Regions from separate parts of the Mus musculus genome. Here region 1 is linked to region 2. A link is a contact called in public Micro-C data. All regions are on one chromosome and are shown on one strand. Each heading gives the region's core, a stretch centred on a gene start, on an enhancer-like site or on the middle of the called end of the contact. The rest is flanking DNA. Distances are from core to core; before and after follow the strand shown. Region 1 overlaps Ttll11 (tubulin tyrosine ligase-like family, member 11). Region 2 overlaps Dab2ip (disabled 2 interacting protein).

Region 1 (3,821 bases), core at 361-2,860, 240 kb after region 2:
AGGGAAGGCGCGGGTTTGCTTTTGACTCTGGTGTTTGGTGCCCACTAGCTATCCCAGTGGGAAGAGCAAGGGAGCAATGGTATATATCAGCCTGGAGCTCCAGCAGAGGTCAAGATTAGCAATATAAATTTAGGGCTCAACAGCACTTAACTGATCCCTAAAGCCACAGGGCAGGATGAGATCATTTAGGAAGAGATGGTAGATGTACAAAGACAAGTTTCCAAGAATTGATATCCAGGGACCTCCAATATATTTCCATTAATGACAGGTCCAGAGGAAGAGGCCAGGGAAGAACAACCAGTAAGGTAGCAGGGAAACAGGAGAATGTGAGACCCTTCGGTGTTTGCTGGGAAAACCCTCAATCATGCCTTGAACTCACTTGGGCATCCCCTCTGGGAGCCTTCAGTTGGACAGTTAACTCTCTCCCCTCATCTCATGTGAGCACTTGGACAGCATGATGTATACAGAGCAGGGATTATCTCTGTGAGTCTTTCACACTAACCGGAGCACCCCTTAGAGGCCCTGGCCTCGCCTTGTCCTTAGCTACATGGCCCACACCTATCTCAGGTCTCATCTCAGTGGGTACCCAGGGAATGTGATATATTGCAAAGGAAGAAAATAACATAGTCAGAGTGGACAAGGAATGCTTTACAGAGAAAGAAAGTCTTGAGCTGTACTTTGGAAGGTACTGAATATTGAAACTAGTGAATAGGAGTGAGCAGGCCAGGCTGGCAGAGACAGAGGACCAATGGTCCAACCAGGGAGGCACTGGTGACAACCTCTGGAGAGGAAGCAGATCTGGTGTGGAAGAACCAAGGTTGAGGCACAGGGGAGCTAGGCAGCTGGATTGGGATGCGACAAACACCAGGCTAAGGTCTTGGTTTCCAAACTTGATTCCAAACTTTTATCACCAATGTCCTAGTTAACATCAAAATGAGGATAGTTGCCGATTTACAGTAACTTCAAGGTTACTGTAGGTGGGTAGGTGTGATAACTGTTGTCAGAGTAATAAACACCCATATTCTCACTTATTAAGTGACTGCTGTGTATTGGGGGCTGTTTTACACAGCTCCCTCTTGCTGGAGTGTGCAACAACTCTGGGGTATGGCTACAAACAAGCTTGCTACTTATAGCTAAAAAAATCCAGACTAGAAAAGGTTGACTTGTCGAGCTCGCCAGCTACAGTTGCTGTAAGCAGGAGCTGGAAGAAGCTCAACCCAGTCCATCTGAGAGGGAAACCCCAGCCCTTGACAGCCCCTCCATCCCCCACCCCAATACACTGATTCTCAGCTTCTGCCTGGTGATGTGTATAGGCTGTGGGGTAAGAGAGAGGGTAGAGGACACAGGAAGAGGAGAATTATACTAGGCCTTAGGAAAGCTCTATCTCTAGACATCCAACAGGAGGGTCATGGCTAAAGACAAAATTAGACACGGAGAACAAGAAAACTATACAGTTCAAGCCACAAAGTGTGTTCCCTCTGTGTGTGTTTCTGCCACATGACTGTCTACACCCAGGCTGACCTTGATATTTAAGCCAGGGTCACACTGCTGCCCTCAAGACAGCAGATGTGAGGCTCTGTGGCTGGGGCTGCCTGGGCAATGACAAGGCAGAGGCTGAAATGACAGGGCAGCTGTGTTCCTCAGCAGCAGATTACAGGAAATCTGACCACAGCAGAGCCGTGCCAGCTGTTGCTTGGCCACCATGTTTTCCAAGTCATTACTGTGGTCATGGCTGGAACAGGGTCACAGTCACATGCCCCAGATGAGTGTAATTTGGTTGGCCAGGGTTTACGCTCTGTAACGCTGCCATCTGGCCAGGTCTTGCTACAAGCAAGAAAGACCTGCCCAGCTAAGAAATAACTTCCTGCACTTGTGCCGAGTCTCAACAGTATGCAAAGTGTTTCCTGTGTCATCCATGTCTCACAGGAGTTGGGTGCTGACCCTGTAAGGCAGGGGAGGAAGCTAAGTTCCTGAAGAGTTAAGTGACTTAGGACAGGTCACGTGGCAAATGGACATCAGAACCATACCATGGAAACCTCAAGGTCTGCCCGTGTGTCTAGAGCCCAGCTAACAGCATCCTGAAAGGTGATTCAGACAGAGCAAGCAGGAGTGGACTTGGCTCTGAGTAGGTTCCAAATCCTCTCCCTTACTGCGTATCCAAGGCACTCAGAGCAACAGATACCACTTGACACCTTCTTAAAGCCTCTTCACCTACATCACTTCCCAGTGTGCACACGTGCACGTGTGCACACACACATGCACGCGCACACACACACATGCACGCACGCGCGCGCGCGCGCGCACACACACACACACACACACACACACACACACAGGTGTGAGTGTGCAGAGGGAACCTAAGACACACTAGGTGGTGAGAAAGTCTCCAGTACTTACTATACCAGAAAGGGCTTCATTCCTAGCCTGTCTCATCACCCTGGAAGCGTTTAGCGTGTGGTCAAATAGTGGCAAATGGCCATGAGGTTCTGAGCCCATTTGCTAGCTGTGACCCTAACCAAAGCAGTGGCTCCTGATCTGGACTTTCAGCCCCTACAGCTGGCCCTACCCCAACCTTGGTGGCTGTTGTTGCCTGTCTACTGCAGGACACACACATAATGACCACCCGGTCCTCCTTGCTGGGCCTCTGTGGTTTGGTCATGCTTGCCTGGCCCCATGGGATGCTCTTAGAATAGCCAAACAGGCATGGCCACACTTGTCCTCAGGGATGAACCCAGGGTGTGACCCTCACTTTGTGGTGGCCTGGGTTGGGACTTCTTTGTTCTAGCACTGTCCTGAAGTCCTCCTCAGTAGCCCTTTCTAACCATCTCCTCACGGCTATTGCAAATACCTGCTTAAGAGCTGCAGGCTCAGAGAGCAGGATTGGCATAGGACCATGGATGGGACTCGATGGGACAATTACTACTTCTCACACTGTCTCAATCCCTGGCCAGAGGCTTTCACCTGATGATCCTGCTGATGGGGGCAAAATCCCTGAGTCTCTGGATCTGGAGCAACCCAGTGTGTTTGTGGGCTGGTCAGTAGGTGTCTATCTATGAGAGAGACATTGCTCTGACCCCTCTCTTCACTCTCATCCCTTACTGCCTTCAACCCTTCTAGCTGAGTCAGGAAACACCCAGATCTCCTTTGACAGAAAAAGTGATAAACTGTGTGTACTTATGTGGTGTGCACCAGTGCAAGCCAACCCATGCCACTAGCCCCAGCAATGGGCCAGACCTTTGGGCCATTGCCTGTGAAGGAGCAGGCGCTTCAGAAGGTGGGAGTCACACTGGGGCTGATATGAAGCTCGGAAGCGAGTCAGATAAGGCAGTGTCCTGTCTGGGGGGACATATATGCATGACCACATGTAGTTCTGAAAGTCGAGGAAATGGTCAACATACCATTCAGAATAGTGGTTATGTAGAGGATGGGTTGGGGAAGAGAATATGGAAGAACACACATCGGAGCTGGGCAGTGAGCTGGGTGTGATCATTACAAATATGTTCTGTGTTGTTCTATTCCTCACACATCACACACACACACACACACACACACACACACACACACACCCCACCCTCCACCCCACTCTCGTCATGCTATGCAACAATATGAAAGATTATGAGGAGAGGATCCCAGAAGTCCATCGTATCTTCTCTTGCCTGGTCTGACAGATCTGGTGACAGGAAGGGTGTGCCTCATAAGTGCCTAGTCTCCATGCCCCTGTCTTACCCCTGAGAGCTATGTTTTAAAAAGCTGTTTTACACCATACTCCATTTCCTTCCCTCTCACAAACTGGCTGGCTGCCCAAGACAGCTTTTGCTAGA
Region 2 (3,872 bases), core at 1,226-3,725:
TCCATCCTGACATCCAGCCATTGCCTGTCCGCCTTAGGGGGTCTAGATGGCCAGAGTGCTAGTAGGCGCGCTGGCCGTTTGGAGGACCTGCTCTCCCAGCCTTAGTTTCTTTCCTTCATCTGAGTAACCGCTCCTGTCAGTCCCCCCGACGGGGCGGGGTGTGAGGAATCCTCCTGGAGGTTGGGGGGTGTGGCCTGGTTGCAGAGGAAGGTGAGGTGAGGGGCTGTTGGTGGCGCAAGCCACTCAACCCGCCCCCACCCCCCAGCCTTGCCGCCCTTCCCTCTCAGCGCCGGGGGCGGAGGGGGGGGCTCGGGCATCCTCGGCCACGGTCGGAGGCACTCGGCTCTGTCGCCATGGCAACGGCGGCTTAGGGGCGGGGGCGACGTGGCGGGCTGGGCCGGCCGGCGGGCGGCGCGGGGTGGGCTGGGCCGCGCTGCGCGGGCCGGGCCGTCGGCGCTCGGTCGGCGGGCGGGCGGCGGCGCGGGCCGCGAGCTGCTGGGGCCGAGCCCGGCCCGCCGTGGGCCGCGAGGGTGCGGGTCCCGGCCCGCCGCCGCCGCGCTAACCCCGCCTCCCCTTCCCCCTCTTGTCGCCCCGCGCGCAGGGCTTCCTCAGCCGCCGCCTCAAGGGCTCCATCAAGCGCACCAAGAGCCAGCCCAAACTGGACCGCAACCACAGCTTCCGCCACATCCTGCCGGGGTTCCGGAGCGCAGCCGCCGCCGCCGCGGACAATGAGAGGTGAGCCCGTCGCCGCCCCGGCTGCGCCCCGAGGGCGCGGGGACAAAGCCGGAGCCGGGCAGGGCACTCTCCCGCGGGAGTGACGCCTCGCCAGCCTCCGGGAACTCCGGGAACGGGGCCCCCGTCGTGCTGGGGGACCGGGACTGTACCCTTCGTTGCTTTCACCGGCGCACCTAGGAGGGTGCTGGAGGTCCGGGGTGAGGCCGGGCAGCAAGTGCCCTCTCGGGCATGTGGGGTCCTGCCTCGCCTGGCCGAGGTGGGCATTGTTTTCTGAGCAGTGCTGTGCCTAGAGGTAGGGACGGAAGTGGTGCCTCCACCCTCAGGACCCATCCCCGGCCTACCGAGTCCCTCGCTGTCCGATACAAAAGGCATTTTCGGCTGGTTTTTGCCCAGACCCGGCAGCGCTCGTGGCGCGGAAAAGGGTGAACATCTGGAGGGGAGGAGCAGGGGGCTGGGCCGCTTAGGGGGCACATCTGCGCTAAGTAGGGCACGTGCTCCGCTGGGGGCTGGGGCGAGCCGAGCAGGCAGTGGCCAGGCGCTCGGTTAATGGGTATAACCTAAGACCCGGGAAAATGGGCCTTCCCCCTACAGTCTGGGCAGCTGCTCCCCTTCTTTACCTCCCGCTCCCAGGGGTGTCTTCTGTTCCCTGCTTCCTTCTGGGCAAGCTGAGAGCAGGTGTGGAAATTCCAGGGGGAGGTGGCTTGTGGGGCGAAGGGGAGGGGAGGAGGTTGTTGAGCCTGCTTTGGAGTCACTGGCAACGTGCAGGCTTCAGCTCGCAAGGGCAAGCCATCCTGTCCGTGCGGGGGCACTGGGCGGGCACAGCCTCTGGGGGCCCTGGTTCGCATCCTTGAGTCGTGTCAGCCACAGGCACCTTTCCACTTAGGCACAAGCAGTGATGGATTCCTGTGCCAGTTAGAACGTGTCGTGGAGGTGAAGGAACCAGTAGGCTCCAAGGAGCCTTTTCAGCATTCAGCCCCAACATCTTAGGCTCCTGGCATCTGCCTTCCCGGGTCTGTGTCCGTTTTACCATTGGCGAGTTGGCACTTCTTGTGTGGGAGGCACAGGTTGAATGATAATGTCTTTCCTTTCCTCCTTGGTTCCAGCAAGCAAGGAGTCCAAGTTATCCTAACTCCTGCCCAAGGTGGTGTGACGTTTAACTGACACCTAACATCTACCCCAGGGCACCCCTCCCACATCCCAATTAGAACCACTAGACCTTCCATCAGCCTAGAGCTGTTCTTCAGTGCATCCCCACCACTGTCTGCACCTGGCTTCCCGCCCCGGCTGCCAAGCCCAGCCTAAGGCAGGACCCCCCACCCCCAACCTTTCACTGATGGCTATGGTGCCCCAGGGGACCAGGCGTTCCCTGGCAGGAAGATGCATCCAGGCCAGAGCTCGGTGCTGGGTGCAGCCACTGCGTCTTTGAAAATCTCCATCTCCATTCCCATCTTTGTTATTATTGTCTGTCTGGGCGGCAGGCCACCCGGTTTGCTGCCTTCCTCTCCGGCCCCCACCTCCGGCTGTCTCCCCCAAAGAACATGCCCTTCTCTGCGCTTTCCCTGGCAGGGGTCCGGACCCTCTGTTCTCGCATGCGGGGGCTTGTGTACGTACCCCATTTTGTGTGCATGTGGCGGTTGTCCGGGAGCAGGAGAGAAAGCAGGCAGCCCAGGTCTCTGAGTGTGTCTGCCCTCTTGAGAGCAAGCGGCATGCATGTCGTGTTTACCTTCCACCGCTGGGAAGCCCGCACCAAAAAGCCAGCAGTTGCTTGGCTAGCAACCCTAGTCAGAGTCGGGGCTTCGCTAGGGTGACCTCAGAAACATCCCGTGGCCCCTGGTCTCAGGTTAGCTGTGTTACATGGAGGGGGAGGGGGAGTCGGGTTTCAGAGAAACTACAAATCCATTTCTGGAAATGTGAACGGCTGCAAGAAGAGCTGAATGTCATTGGCAGTGGTGTGGAATTGTCTTTTTAAATTTTTCTGTAAACAATCTGTCCTAGTGGCCTCTCTGGCACCAGAAGGGAGCTCAGATTTCCCTCGAACAGTCAGGCAGACTGGGTGTGAATCCCTCTACCCAGTCTAGAAGCTGAAATGGGCTTTGCCAGGACTGGGGTCTTGTTTTGTTGCTTTGTTCAGGAATTGATCTGCTGGTTGCTGTTGGGTGAGTGGGCAGATGTTTCTCTGGGGCAGTCCTGGAGTCATCATTCTTGGGAGTTGAGTGACATCAACTGTGGTGGATCCACCCCCACCCTCTAATTTCATGATCAAACCTGGGTGAGTGGACAGTGCCTCTTCATTCTTGTGGGTGTTGTGCTGCCCAAGTGCAGTAGAAGGAACAGAGCAAGGAGAGGTTGAGCCTCCTCTCCAGGCTCTCCCTCTGACTGCCATGCCTCCCCTGGGATAAATACAGAGACACCAAGCAGAGAGTGGATGGAGGGCAAGGATGGAGAGGGGTCAGAGGCTTCCAGGTTGCATGTATGAGCCCTGATCCCAGTGACCCTCCCATGGGATGAACAATTTAGGACTATCTGGTTATTCCTGTGAGTGTAACTGGGTGAATCTGTCTGGTTTGTATGACTGCTAAGGAGGTGTTGTTGCATGTTAGTCTGTGCACTCTGTGACTGCTATGTTGGACAGGTCGTTTTTTGTTCTGGAATCCTCCACCCAGATGTGTAGATCAAACCCTCCCTGGTTTACAGGTTGGAAACCAGGTGGTTCTATGCCGGAATCTCTGGGAATCCTGGGAAGGAAGTCTGCCCTAGGTGTGGGCTGCTACTGTTTGGTGGTGAGGCTTGGGTCATGCCATCAGGGACTTGAGGGCTCAGGGCTACAGGACAGGTTTGAGCCTTTCTACTTGTTCTACTGAAAATGGCTCCAGGGGAGGGTCCTAACCGGTCTCCATGACCCCTGGGCCTCTCAGACACCCGTTTCTCCTTTGGAGGCTTAGGCAGTGAGCACCAGCGACAGGACAGGTAATCATTTCTCCTGGTAGCAGAAATGAGTGCTGGCCAGAGCGCTTTCCAGGTGAGCAGGGTGCTGGCAGAGCGCTTCCTCTTGCTTGCTGGAGGTGTTGCTGCTTCATTTACAGGTTGGTTTTAATGTTGGTAAGAGCAATAAAAGATACCATGGCTCTGCCTTCCCA

The links. A called contact is a pair of places that touch in the nucleus more often than the background predicts.
Region 1: a contact with region 2 is called in a Micro-C map of muscle stem cells, with 2.7 times the contacts expected there. The contact joins two enhancer-like sites. A contact is called at or near these places in 9 of 39 promoter capture datasets (the 3T3-L1 cell line, the C10 cell line, HPC-7-derived erythroid cells and 4 more), 5 of 15 datasets of contacts at CTCF or cohesin (CD8 T cells, the NIH/3T3 cell line, large pre-B cells and 1 more), 169 of 484 Hi-C or Micro-C datasets (the 3T3-L1 cell line, 3T3-L1-derived adipocytes, the 63-12 cell line and 106 more), 44 of 115 datasets of contacts at active chromatin or transcription factors (the 230-238 cell line, CD4 T cells, CD4 single positive thymocytes and 35 more) and 5 of 9 other capture datasets (adipose tissue, embryonic stem cells, embryonic tail and 2 more).

What each region holds. Positions count from the first base shown.
Region 1 is chr2:35,897,296-35,901,116 of GRCm38.p6, forward strand. All of the region lies in intron 4 of Ttll11 (tubulin tyrosine ligase-like family, member 11), which reads right to left. All of the region lies in intron 2 of Gm35396 (predicted gene, 35396), which reads left to right. Among named protein-coding and RNA genes, the nearest start is that of Gm35396, 16 kb to the left of the region's middle. Within about 2 kb of position 1,611, at least 93 of the 459 cell types and tissues checked have an H3K27ac peak or open chromatin away from gene starts, as enhancers often do. A contact at or near this core is called in the 230-238 cell line, B-cell progenitors, the CH12 cell line and 4 more, where this site is marked.
Region 2 is chr2:35,660,891-35,664,762 of GRCm38.p6, forward strand. It overlaps Dab2ip (disabled 2 interacting protein), which reads left to right. Exons shown (of 16, transcript NM_001114124.2): 3 at 602-735. Among named protein-coding and RNA genes, the nearest start is that of Dab2ip, 41 kb to the left of the region's middle. Within about 2 kb of position 2,476, at least 116 of the 459 cell types and tissues checked have an H3K27ac peak or open chromatin away from gene starts, as enhancers often do. A contact at or near this core is called in the 230-238 cell line, B-cell progenitors, the CH12 cell line and 4 more, where this site is marked.